2 separate regions of the Mus musculus genome follow, and region 2 is linked to region 1. Evidence: chromatin contacts called from public Hi-C data. All regions are on one chromosome and are shown on one strand. The core of a region is the stretch at or near the end of the contact, and the rest is flanking DNA. Distances in the headings are between cores, read along the strand shown.

Region 1 (6,824 bases), core at 1,545-4,044:
TGATCAGATATCCTGCAACAAATCTATATGGTTAAAATGACCAGCTTTATATTTCATGTATTTTGCCACCAATAGTAAGTACTTTGACCTCACTAGCTATGTGTGAGAGCATAGAAGATAATTGTTAAATGTCAAGTTTCCAGTTCTCACATTGTCAAAATAATTAATCTAAAACTTACAGTTCACAGTCACTACCTGCTGTTTGAAGGCCCCCATGATGAACTGCACATGCAAGCATACACACATGCATTGAGACATGTCCTTAGAGGTTGGGTAGCTCAGTTATAAAATGCCAGCTTAGTATACCCAAAGCTCTGTTTCAATCCTGGGACTTCAAAAACAAACAAATAGAATGGAGTTGGACATTAGTAACTTATTTTAAATAAAACATGGAAAGTTATAAAATTGGATTTGCTGATCCTTAGACACTCTTAACCATTATTCATTTGCTTATAATTTTGACACAATCTTGCCTAGGAAGGAGATGTTACAAATTCCTTAAGTTATGAATACTTCCCAATGAGACTAAAGGGCAGGATGCTCTTGCATATTTAAAATGTCCCAGTTAAAACATGACAATAGAGTCTATTTTACGACAAAGGGTATCTAAAAACAAAAGGAGGTTATAAACTTCACTTAAACTTTAAGACTTCATTTCAGCTCAGAAAATTAAGATTCTTATTATCTAAAGTTATTCTCACACAGCATCATTATACTCACTGAATGAATGTCGCCCGCTCTGCACCTTAAGAATTCCAGATGATTTATTCCATGAAACACGTTTCTTATTATAAAGAACTCATTAATCACTTCTTCCGCATATAATGAAAACTGCTATCATGAATTTTACATTCATTGTACTCGGCAGTGACTAACCTTGGATTTCGTTTTCCAAAAAAATAAAAAAAAATAAAAAAAGGGAAATAGGAAATGCTAACAAATGGTTACAGCTCTAAAATCTGTTGAGTTCGTGGCCAACCCAGGGGTTATTGATTCTTAGAACTTATTGATCAAATTTTATAATTTACTGATTTCAGAGTCCCTGGCCATTTTGCTGACTTACGTGTGCTTTGTTAGGTTTTTGCAGTTGGGTTTTTCTGTCTACACCAGGCAATTCCATAGAGAAAAAAATGTGAAGGTCACCCACTTGTGTCCTCTTATCTTCAGGCAAAGAAACAGCCCTGGAGAGATGGTCTCTGTGAGAAAATGTTCTAAAGTCATTTCCGTTCTAGGAAAATACCGTAAGAGATAAAGTGTGTAATTGTGTGAATGAATGGTCACTATTAAGTGAATTTCATTCTCTCCAAACCAATGGTGTAGCATGTCCACTTCTCTGAATTCAACAGGAATTAGGATTCTTAGTATGTAACTTTAGTTATTATCTTATTAACTTATTTCTAACTTGAGTTTATTATGTCCTTTAATAATATATTGCATGTGACTTATACAGCAAGTCTTTTTTTTTTTTTTTTTTTTTTTTTGAGTAAAGATTGGCATTGTATGAGACATGCTGCCATTTAAGGCTGGCTCTGTCAACATCTGATTTCCTTCTATCCCACATCTCAACCAAAAATGAAAAAACGAAAACAAAACATGTTAAGGATTCACAATATACTTTTCCTCAGGCTCCATGACGGGAAAGCAAGTTCGGCGCCCTTAGGTAAACTTCCCGTCTACCTACCCAGGACCTACCCAGGCCTTTTCGATACTTACTGATCCTCGGCATAAATTGTTCCAGAAATGAGTGAGGCATGAGTCCTCAGAGAAAAGTGCCATCTACAGTAGGAAGTAAGTAAGTTCTGCGTTCAGGTCCTAAAGTGAAAATCCAGCGACACGACAGCTGACAAAAGAGTCACTGGGAGAGAAGTCAGTAGTGAAGGTGCCACTTTGGCGTCGAGATTCACCTGAGCAGATTTTTGAACAGCATCTTCTAAAGAAAACTAAACACGTGAGGGTAAATGGAGTGCTTTCTCTCTTTCTCTGCCTCTCTTCATCTGTCTCGTGTGTGTGTGTGTGTGTGTGTGTGTGTGTGTGTGTGTGTGTGTTGGCAGCTGGAAGAGATGGGGTGTACCCACAGAGCAGAGGTGTACACAAATGGGAAGCAAGGGCTCTGTGCTCCTCCTGAACTACTTTTTCCCCACTTTTCTCTTACATTTCACTGCTATCATTTTCCGACTTTTCTTTTTCTATTCAGCTGTAATCTCTTGAAGCAGCGCCTCTCAGTCTTGTGGGGCACAGGAATCACCTGGGCCTTCCAAGGGGCTGAGAGTCAGGACACTTCTGCACCCAACTCCAAAAGCAAGTGGCAGGCCTGAGATGCCACTTCTGATAGCAGCAGGAGACCACTGAATCCTGGGGGGTGGGGGTGGCAGTGGCGGGGAGCGAGGTCCAGCCCTCAGAACCAGCCAGAGAGCAGGGAAAGCCCACTGATAGATAGATAAATCACAGCTCTCCCAACAGTGCACACAGGAGTCGCCTGCGCCTTTTTACGTCATTTTTGAGGCCTACTCTCGCTCCTGCTCCCCCCAGGTGATGCTAACCGGAAAGCTGGCCCTCACCCAGGGTCCCTGACCAGCGGGGCTGGGGCAGCTCCAGCTAGCGGTAGATTGGCATGGAAGGCTGGGTTCCCCAGACCCGGCGGCGGACCCTCCGAAAATCCTCGCGGCGGCCCTGCGTAGGCAAGGGGCCGATGTCCACCCGGGGGCTCCCCCCACTGCGCCCCTGGACCTCGCTGGCCACGCATGCGCACGCCCACGACCGGCGGACTAACGGACTGCAGCTCCCCCCACCGGAAGTGGACGGCGGAGCACCGGGAGGACCAGACCGTAGCGTGGCGTCTCGCGCTTCCCTCGGCGTGCCTTGGTGCGGGCCAGAGCCACGAAGGGGATGAGGCTGCTCCTGCGCTCCGTCGCGCTGTGGCTCGCCCTGCTCGGCGCCAGCACGGCGACTGCGTCCAAGGCGGTGACCGCCCACTTGACTGCGAAGTGGCCCGAGACCCCGCTGCTGCTGGAGGCCAGGTGGGTGCCCAGGCCCGGCTAGCGCCGCGGCCGGGGAGTGGCGGCGGGCGGAGGGACCCGGCATCCCTGAGACATCCCCTCCCGCAAGATGCTGTCAGACCTCGCGATTCAGGGTCGCTCACAGTCCCATGTCCCCTCAGATCCAGTGTCCGCCCAGTCCTGACGGCAATCCGAGGCGTTCTCCCGCCTGACCCCAGCATCCGCTTAGATTTGCAGTCCTCTGGAGCGAGCCCGCGCCCCCTTAGCGTCCCGAGCCGCACACTCCATCCCCTCAGACCTAATCAGAGGCTCTCAGATAGGGTTTCATCTCGTCGTCCACCCACCCCGCGCCCCCCCACACCCATAGCACCAATGCTCTAGATGGTCCCTGGACAACTCTTGCCACTCACTCGCCCCACCTTTCCCACGCACCTACGATTTTTAAAACTTCTGTGTCCCAAGTTTATTCCTGTTCCTGCGCTCTTGTTGATGTAGAGGGCAGAATGTGGCCTTTAGTGCAAGCTCTTCTGCAAAGTTCTAGTCAGCAGATAGTGCTTTGGAGTATAATTTTGATTTATATCCAAAATTAACAGTGGAGAAGGCAGTTTCTCGGTTACACCCTCCCCCCCAAATATCTCATCCAAAGGGATTTGTTTTCCGTTCTGTTTAGTTACCTTGTAGAAAGCAGACAATCGTAATCCCGCAAGCAGAAATGGCAACTCTGCTTCTCATGGTGATACACCTTTGTAATCCCTGGGGATTACATGAGTCTGTGGCTAGTCTGAAGTTACAAAAGGGAAACTTTGTCTCAAATTTAGTTCTTTAATATTGAGCATAAGCAGTTTTGTAACTGTTTTTTATGAATTTACAAGACAACATCCCATGGTTCTACAAAACAAAGGAAAAATCCACCACTATATTGCCTTGCCTTTACTTGATGGCACACAGCGTTTATTGACTAGGAGATTCTAGCTCAAATGTATCTGCTTCCTCTTATCTACAGTGCGTCCTGGCAGTGCATGGACCGGATCCTACATTTAGTCCCAGTCAGTCAATTTTTTTATTATGTATTTATTCTCTCCTAAACTATATATCCAGACTGCAGTTTCCCCTCCCTCCCCAACCTCCCATCTCCCCTAGAACCCTATTTCCTTCAGAAAATAGCAGGCTTCTCAGGATATCAACTGAACATGGCATAGCCAGTTACAGTAACACTAGCCACAAAAGGCTGAGTGAGGCAACACAGTAAGAGGAAAGGGTCTAAGAGCAGGCAGAAGAGTCAGGGACTTCCTCTCCCAGTGTTAGGAGTCCCGCAAGAACACCAGACTATACAACCATAACATATATGCAAAAAGTCTAGTGCAGACCCACAAGGGTTTGGTGGTTGCTGCTCCAGTCTCTGTGAGCCCTTATGATCCTGCTTAGTTGATTCTGTGGGCTGTGGTGGTGGCCTCACCCCCATGACTCCTACACTTCTTCTTCCCCATCTCCTGCAGGGTTTGTTTGTTTGTTTGTTTGTTTTGTTTTGTTTGTTTGTTTTAACAGTTAGCTGTATTGTTGGTGTTTTAGTTTCATGAATTCCAGATTATCACTTCTGTAGAATGTTCCTTAAAGCTTTTGACAACCTAGTCTGAGCCAAATTTGACACCCTCTTTACTTTGTGGTAGGTTGAATGGCAACTCCCACAAAGATATGTCCACATCCTAACGCCCAAATCTGTCAATGGTCAAGTTTTTTGCAAACCTAATTGAGAATATTGGGGCATTTTTAATTAACTTAGTGGGCCCCAAGTCCAGGGTCATGACACATAAAAATACTTAAGAAGGTCATGCAAGGTTAGAGTCAGAGATTGGAGTTAAGTAGCCTCAAGTCACAGCATCTGAAGCCAATAAAACGAGCAGAGGCAAGAACAGTCTCTTCTAGAGTCTTAAAAAGTACTAAAGTACCATCCATTCACTGATTTTGGACCTGTGACATCTAGAGTCATAAGAGAATGTCTTTGTTTTTGAAGCCACCATAGTTTTGGCAACTTGTTACAACAGCACTGGGAAATTCGTGTAGATTTTGATATCGAAAATAGGATCTCAATGCAACAAGAACCCAAAACTGTGAAGTAGCTGTGAGTTTGGGCTACAAGAATTTTGAGAACTGTAGAAAAGGTCTATATCACCTTGAGGAGGCTACTAAAATAATGGTAATTCTGGTGAGGACTCTGTGAGTGTGGTAGAACTAGCTGTTGTTTTCTGGAGAATGAATAGTCTTGAATAAGATGTTGGTAAAAACATGGGTATTGAAAGTAGTTATGGGAAGGATTCAAAAGGGATGTGTTATTTATTGGAAGCAAGAGAAAGGGTGGGTCTTGATATATATCGACCGTATATACCGGCTAACGTAGGTTCAGCCACTTGTGAACACCAACTTGGACAGTTGTCCGTTACCTGAGGAGATTTTCAAGAACTATCCAGGATGCCACCTTGTAGCTCTTTGCTGCATAAGCTACAGGATGAAGAGAGAAATAAGCCATGGGAAAATGAGGCTACCCTTTGCTATTTGGAAATTTTCTCAGGCTGTTTATATTGGAAAGGATATGAAAATTAGGAAACTATCAATGTGATCTGGAGAGATGGCCAAGGCCAGGAAGGTCACTACCATTTGTTTAATGTAGGGAGGCGACTCCTGGGTCTATTCAGCCATTCAGCTGCAACTGTGGACGGTGGCAATTCCAGAATACCTACAAAACTGTCTAGAGCAGGGCTATAGTGAGAAAAATACGTATAACCAAGTGCTGTCGTATGAATGGATCATACCTTTACCTACAGCTACCCAGTGCAGGTTGGGTATCCCACATCTGATTCCCAAGTAGTTTAAAACCCAAAAATTGTTAGTGTGAACATGACTCCAAAGTGGAAAATTCTATACCTAATTCTATATCCTCTGAGCTTTCAGGGAAATGGTATGGTATAGTCTCTTGAGGGGTGAACACTTCACAGACAAGTCCTCTTTACACTTTAGCCAGCTTCAAGTTGTTGTATTAATTTCCCTCTGATGCACAAAGATTTCCTAATGAGGATTTGAGAGCTACATTAACCTGTGGGTGTAAAAATAAGATTTTAGAAGGCAGCTTGATATTATGCCCATTTAGCAAAACAATAATGGGTTCTCTCCTAGGACCTATAACATCCCCCTTGAGACGTTCTTCGCAAAGTTTATAGTACCAAACATGAGTTTCCTCCTGTCTAGTGACTCTTAAGTCCAATCAGAAAATAGTTGATTACTCTCACACATTCATGCCACTCTTGATACAATGGGCGTCCTTTTCCAGGCTGGTCGTCATTGCAGTGTGCAGACACAGACGTTAAGTGTTAAGACCATTGATGAGTTTTCTCCCCAAACGGTCTGCCGTTTGATTTCTTCATGTCTCCTGGTCTTTGGTATCTTTAGCAATAGGCTATTATATATGACTTTTACATAGTATTTATAGAGCTAATTATGTTAATGAACAATAAATGATCCCTATATTTACTATTTACCTTTAATATTCTCATTTTTTCTCACCTTAATGATATTTCATGTTGAGAGAAAAACAAATGACACATTTCTAAGTAGTTGATAATGATAAGGAAATGCCAAAAAATAATATATAGTATAATCTTTTTGACATAATTATATATATATAATTACTTCAGGTGAAAATTTCAATTCATTTTCATATTGTGTTATGGTAAATAGATATCAGTAATTTAATATTACTTTTGGAGTTCGTCATAAAATATTTTGTTCTATAGTGTAGTTTATAGCATCTAACTTATTTTTTGTTTTCATTGATGG
Region 2 (6,784 bases), core at 3,915-6,414, 480 kb before region 1:
CATTCATTTGCCTAAGAATTTCATAACTTCCTTGTTTTTAATAGCTGAGTAGTACTCCATTGTGTAAATGTACCACATTTTCTGTATCCATTCCTCTGTTGAGGAACATCTGGGTTCTTTCTAGCTTCTGGCTATTATAAATAAGGCTGCTATGAACATAGTGGAGCATGTGTCCTTATTACCAGTTGGAACATCTTCTGGGTATATGCCCAGGATAGGTATTGCTGGATCTTCCGGTAGTACTATGTCTAATTTTCTGAGGAACCTGCCAGACTGATTTCCAGAGTAGTTGTACCAGCTTGCAATCCCACCAACAATGGAGGAGTGTTCCTCTTTCTCCACATTCTCACCAGCATCTGCTGTCACCTGAATTTTTGATCGTAGCCATTCTGACTGGAATGAGGTGGAATCTCAGGGTTGTTTTATTTGCATTTCCCTAATGATTAAGAATGTTGAACATTTTTTCAGGTGCTTCTCAGCCCTTCAGTACTCCTCACTTGAGAAAACACAAGAAAATCAAGAAGGAAGACCAAAGTGTGGATACTTCATTCCTCCTTAGAATAGGGAACAAAACACTCATGGAAGGAGTTACAGAGACAAAGTTTGGAGCTAAGACAAAGGATGGACCATCCAAAGACTACCCCACCTGGGGTATCCATTCCATAATCAGCCACCAAACCCAGACATTATTGCATATGTCAGCAAGATTTTGCTGACAGGACTCTGATATAGCTGTCTCAAGTGAAGCTATGCCAGTGCCTGACAAATACAGAAATGGATGCTCATAGTCATCTATAGGATGGAACACAGGGCCCCGAATGGAGGAGCTAGAGAAAGTACCCAAGGAGCTGAAGGGGTCTGAAACCCTATAGGTGGAACAACAATATGAACTAACCAGTACCTCCAGAACTTGTGTCTCTAGCTGCATATGTAGCAGAAGATGGCCTAGTTGACCATCATTGGGAAGAGAGGCCCCTTGGTCTTGTAAACTTCATATGCCCCAGTACAGAGGAATGCCGGAGCCAAGAAGTGGGAGTGGGTGAGTAGGGGAGCAGGGCAGGAATAAGGTATAGGGAACTTTTGGGATAGCATTTGAAATGTAAATAAAGAAAATATCTAATAAAAAATATAAAGAGAAAAAAAGAATGAAAAATAAAAATCACAGATTTCTTGTCAGGGCATGTCTCCATTTAAAAAAAAATAATAAGAAACAACTTTCCAGATATCACAGCTTACGTCTGCAACCCTATAGGTGGAACAACAATATAAACTAACCAGTACCCCCAGAACTCACGTGTAATGTTTAATGATTTTGACATGTGACCAACACAAAATTTCCCCAGATACCTTATTTTATTGCTTGTTATAATAAATCTTTGAAATCCTGTGTACATTTGACATTTACAGAGAATTAGAGAATCTCTATCACACATACACACTCACACACACATACACACACACACACACACACACACACACACACACAGAAGCATGCACAAAACACAATGCAAGACAAAGTATCTAAAAGGAAAGGACAGCAAACTGCAGAGGTGGGGGAGCCATTGATCCAAACCAAACCTTCTGCAAGCCACAGCCACCAAAACTGCAGGGTCATTAAAATTCCACCGAGAAAAAAAATGCAAATTTCAAATACTCACAAACAACCGGATTTTTCTTAATTTTGTCTTGAGTTTTCTATGTGATCTTAATATTGTCACAATCAGTTCCATGTACTCAAATATTTCACCAGTATAGTTCCTAATATTTTTAAACAAAGCTATTTTGTTCTCTCAAGTTGCTAATAAATTTATAATGCAGCAGATCTCTATAATTAATATATAAAGCAAGAGAAAGTCACGGCCATCGTCTTTTTTTCTTCCCTCCAAGTATGATTAGAATTGCTTCATAAATTATTCACATATTCTGTTAGAATAATAAAAGGGCATCCCTTCCTACAAGAATCGCATTATTTATTGGGAGGGTGAATCAAGTTCCTTCCAAATTTTGTTTTGATAACAGGTAAGACAAGTTACTTCTAGCAACTAGGAATGTTTGGTTCATCCTATTTTGAAATTTGTGGCATAAGCATCCAAGAGTCATTTGCACTGTTTTCAGTTGCATCTGTTATAGGTGACACGTAACCTTTAAGGCATGCCAGGCTTGCAGCAGAATGATAAGGCAGACAGAAAAGAGCTTTTATCTCCAATTTCCTCTTAACTTCTCTTTTCTCCTCTCTAAAGCATCAGCATGTGCCCAGCCCACCCACCAGGATGAGCAGGTCTCCTTCTGTGGGCTTCTGCACCCAGAGCACACTTCCTCACATGACCATTTATAAGTCAGACTTCCGGCATTCCACCCACCACTACCAATTTATCAGTCACAACACTGATGGATTTATCGGTGTCCTTGCATTTTAAAACACATTAATTAAATCAACGGATTTTGGCTAACAGAACTTTTTCCTGTCATGTTGTAGTTAATATTTAATGATGTTAGTAAGCCTGACCATTTAGTATCTCCGTGAACATATTCTCTACCACCAAAGGCATTTAGAGTCGTACATGTAAAACCATAAGGAAAGGAGTCCACGTATTTAAGTAATACAGTGGGTGTTTGAAAGGCAAATGTTGACACAGAAGAAGAAAATGTTATCTAATGGAGAAAATACGGAAGTGACCATACATGGGTGAGAGAGTACTTATCACCTTTTAGCCTATGGCACGCAGTTTTGTCAAAGTCTTGGAGATGAGAACAAAGAGTTTTCATCTACAGACCAGCCTATGAGCTACAGGATCGGCGAATGGCTTCTCACATCTTAGCACATAGAGCAAAGGGCCTGATGAATGTTTAAAGGATGATTCCATAAACACAAAAGGCTAAAAAAATAAGAAGAAGGTGCTCAGCTTGTACGGATACACGAAAATCCACTCCCACCTGATGGTTACTCTGTTGGCATCTTTCCAAAGCTACAAAGCTTTGCTGCATTCTATATGACACAGTCTGGGTTTTCTTACATTTTTTTTTTATTTTTTAATGTTACCTTCTAAGGAAAAGGAATTATTCATCACTGACCTGAGACACTTCATAACCACCGTTTACCTGAGTGCACTTCAGATCATTCCCATAAGACATGGAAATTGGCCAATACCAACTGAGTAGACCCTAGCTTTGACTTTTCATGGTCAAGAAACTCAGTACTTTTTGGAAGGGGAGAACTAGCAAAATGGGATGGAAGGGACCAAGAGCCTCCAACTGTCTAGAAAACTCAAACGCCCCTGCGAAGAAAATCCCCTGTACTCGCTCATTGCGATCTGTGCAGAGATTTCTTCAAAGCGTGCTGATGTGTGTTATGCATGCAGAGCGAGCGTCTTGTTTTTATGTTGTCTATAATAAATTATAAGGGTAACAGCAGGAGCTTTTTCAATACTATTTGTAAATGCAGCCAGAGGCTATTAAGTGATTGGTGTATCAAATAAATATAATTAGTAAATAGCAAAATAACATGTTTGTAAACTGCCTTTGGAAATACGTGATTAGACCAAAGGCAACGATTTCTGCCAGAGCTTCTAAGTGTTTCTGAGAGATACCAGAAAAATAATTTAACAATTTTCATAATGACTTCAAGAAAATTTCTATGTAAATCTGCTAAGAAGGTAGGTATTTACTTCGTCCAAACTTTTTTGAATGTTTTATGTGGAAAATTTAAGTGTGTGTGTGTGGAGGGGTGGGGGTGTGCTCAAGTGCACACCATAATTTTTCAGGAGAGTTAAAATGTGCTTGATTATTGACTATAAGTTTTTAAATTGGCATTTGATGAGGTTCAAAAGGAGCTATAAATATACCTCCACATGCAGAGTGCTCTCAGGCTGTGGAGTTATTCTCAATTAGTAACACTTAAAATTATTGCACCAAGTCAATCAGTTTGAAAAGAGGTGAGAGCTCTTTGCCCTCCCCCACCCCAGCATCGGGAACAGTTGCTCTTGAATGGCAATTTGCTCCCTCCCATGGAGCAGTGAAACCCCAAGGCCAAGGGCACTTTCCCACTAATCAACAAATCATACCCTCTCCTCCCACCGCAGTTCTCAACCCCCAACCTGCATTGCCCACTTACATGTGACTCCAGGTCCTCAAGTAGATCAAGACAGCCACACACAGCTTTCAAGATCTACAACAATTAGCTGGGCCAATGTAAATTAAATTTCTGACCCTTTCCAAAGCTTCCTTTAGGAGATCTCCCCCTAATATACAACTAAACAGGTCTTATTTTGAAATGCTCCATCTTTTTGACCCGCTTTGCATTTCTTTATACATAGACATTTTTTGTATCTTTCTAGACAATACCAAAATATACTGAGCAGAGAATCCATAAATAATGACAAATGATAGTGGAACTAATATTCACTAACACATATTCTTTATTTATTAATACATATTAATATTAATAAAAATGTGTACTTATACCTAATCAATCCAGATGGAATAGCTGATTAAATATAGTTTTTGAAACACAAGAAACAGAGGTATCTAAATGGCAGTTTAGTCAGCTAGTCAATAAAATCTGAGTTCATAAAAGGTACCTACCTTTTTTGAGATAATTACCCTTGAGATATTTAACAATTCGTGCAGTTTATGTACTTAGAATATATTAAAAAGGATGTGGCTCTGATACCTGCGATCAGATGCTTGCTTCACTGAACTTCGTAGCCACACACTTTTTAAATCTGATTTACTCAATAGGCAGAGTCCTGACTATAAGTCACATGGTCATTCCCGGATCCCAATGATAAAGAAACAAAACAATAAAATATGGTCCCTGCCCTCCAACAGCTCCTGGTCTTGGCAACACACAAGGTCACACCTATATTTTTATTTCCCATAAGTTGGAGCCTGGAGAAGAGACATATGTAATGCAGGAGAAGAAATGGTTTTAAAACAGCCAGAACTTGCTCTAAGGGGTTGGTTAGAAATGCCTGATGTAGGAAAGAGTGCTGAGAGAGAGGGAGAATATTGGGTAAGTGACTAGGAGAGCGCTTATGGAAATTTCTGGAAAATCCAAGACCAAATAAAGATCCCTAGAAGAATAATCCCCGTCCCCCTGGGGCAGTATGCTAAAGCCCATATTTATCTGTGCACTGCAGAGGTGTGAATGCCTGCAAAGACCTCAGGGCCAGATCAAATGAGACTGCTGCTTTCCAGTCTGGGGGCCCCTGGGGACGATTTTAGTACTGAGCACTTAGTCATCGTGTTTGATGGCTTCTGTGGCCTCATTTATCAGGGATCTACAGTTAAATTTAATTTTCGTGCGAACAGAGGACAGCCATGGGAGCCGGGTTCCTCGGTGCTGATCTGCCCCCGTGGATGTCTTCTGAAGTGGAAATGATGGATGCCACATGTTCTGGCTGTGATTAAATTTGCTTTGACAAAGCGGCATGGAAATCTGATTTTCAATAGACTTCTGCATTTCACCTAGTGCTGAGCAAACAGATACAGAACATACTGCTTGCATGGCTGTCAGGCCCCTCGCTAATTCATTGTGCCCATCTAATGAGCCTGCCCATTAAATTATTATTTGTCAATAACACACAGGATCATTTTTTGAAACTCTGAGGAATGGGGAGTTTGTGTTTCAGTAAATAAACATGGAGGGTTTGACAACCAACGTCTGGGGTTTTTCCTCAGAAGGGCCAAATAACTCATCAGTCTGGATGTCTCAGTTCTCCTGCAGAATCAAAGCTGCATTTAGGAAGATCTTAGTTTCCCTTCACTTAGCTCCCATTTCCAATGCAAACAACATCATCCAATTACAACCGAGAATGGAGCTACAAACACCGACACTTTAGCTCCCTGGTTTATCTTTAAAGGAAAGTGAAGCAGAAAATCACATTACGTATGCATCTTATGGTAAAGTTTTTAACCTCCTGCCTAGAAGCGATGCCTATGGGCACCTCCTGGAAAGGGGTCCACTTTGAGGAGAGGCCACAGAGCCCTCTAAAACAGGTGAGTGGAAAATAGGGCGACTATGTATGTTTTTTCCCTCCATGCTGTCTTTTCTCAATGGTTAGCGAGCTTCGCTTTCTCATGACGTTAGGAAAGGACATCTCTGTGAACCTGCCATGGTTTATCTTCAGAAAATCACTACTCAAATTCCAAGTGCAGTGAGTCCTTCAAGAACAGCTTTGGCTTCAAACAGCACTATCCTTCTGGACCTTCTTGCTAACCAGTCGTGGTCACCAAAAATTTCGCCAATGGAATCCACAGGTCTTAAATATTCCTCAGTTTTTAAGTAGCTTGGCTTTGCACTGCACTTGCATATCCAGACAAGCAGGAAAAGCTCTAAAACCTTTAATTTCTCATTAAGAAAAACGTGCTGGGTCCAAATGTATTTCTAAGGGTTAAATGAGACAATGTCTGTGTGAGTATAACCCTATTATCTTTCTGTGGACACCCACGTACCTCATTTTTAAGAACTTGTTTCTGAAAAGTATACGGGGGCTTGCTATCAATCTTCCTGCTACAGTCCTTTCCACCTTTTCACAGAATAAAAGGGGATCCTCATGAGACTGTGGTGTGAGTTAGGTCTAACCCAGGATAGTCCATCATACTCCTGCTTGGTATACATTCATTGCCCAAAGGTTGCACTCTGCTGTAATTTATATAGCTTTGGATATCACATTGGCCTCAAATCCCACAAGTATTTCTTGACTAGCCTTACCTGGAACAGAAGTGACAATCTCCGTGGTACACACGAGGAATCTGTTTCATCGATGTTTGGTGATTTATTCTA

What was found. A called contact is a pair of places that touch in the nucleus more often than the background predicts.
Region 2: a Hi-C map of the N1E-115 cell line shows a contact between it and region 1, with 3 times the contacts expected there. The contact joins the enhancer-like site here to the promoter of Uggt2 in region 1. A contact is called at or near these places in 1 of 484 Hi-C or Micro-C datasets (the N1E-115 cell line) and 4 of 115 datasets of contacts at active chromatin or transcription factors (acute myeloid leukemia, astrocytes, embryonic forebrain and 1 more).

Annotation. Positions count from the first base shown.
Region 1 is chr14:119,095,404-119,102,227 of GRCm38.p6, reverse strand. Uggt2 (UDP-glucose glycoprotein glucosyltransferase 2) reads left to right here and starts at 2,794. Exons shown (of 39, transcript NM_001081252.2): 1 at 2,794-3,017. The coding sequence starts at 2,887. Gm16835 (predicted gene, 16835) reads right to left here and starts at 3,263. Exons shown (of 7, transcript NR_153786.1): 1 at 2,153-3,263; 2 at 1,714-1,940; 3 at 1,064-1,196.
Region 2 is chr14:119,580,746-119,587,529 of GRCm38.p6, reverse strand. All of the region lies in intron 1 of Hs6st3 (heparan sulfate 6-O-sulfotransferase 3), which reads right to left. Among named protein-coding and RNA genes, the nearest start is that of 1700006F04Rik, 170 kb to the left of the region's middle. Within about 2 kb of position 5,164, at least 9 of the 459 cell types and tissues checked have an H3K27ac peak or open chromatin away from gene starts, as enhancers often do. A contact at or near this core is called in the N1E-115 cell line, where this site is marked.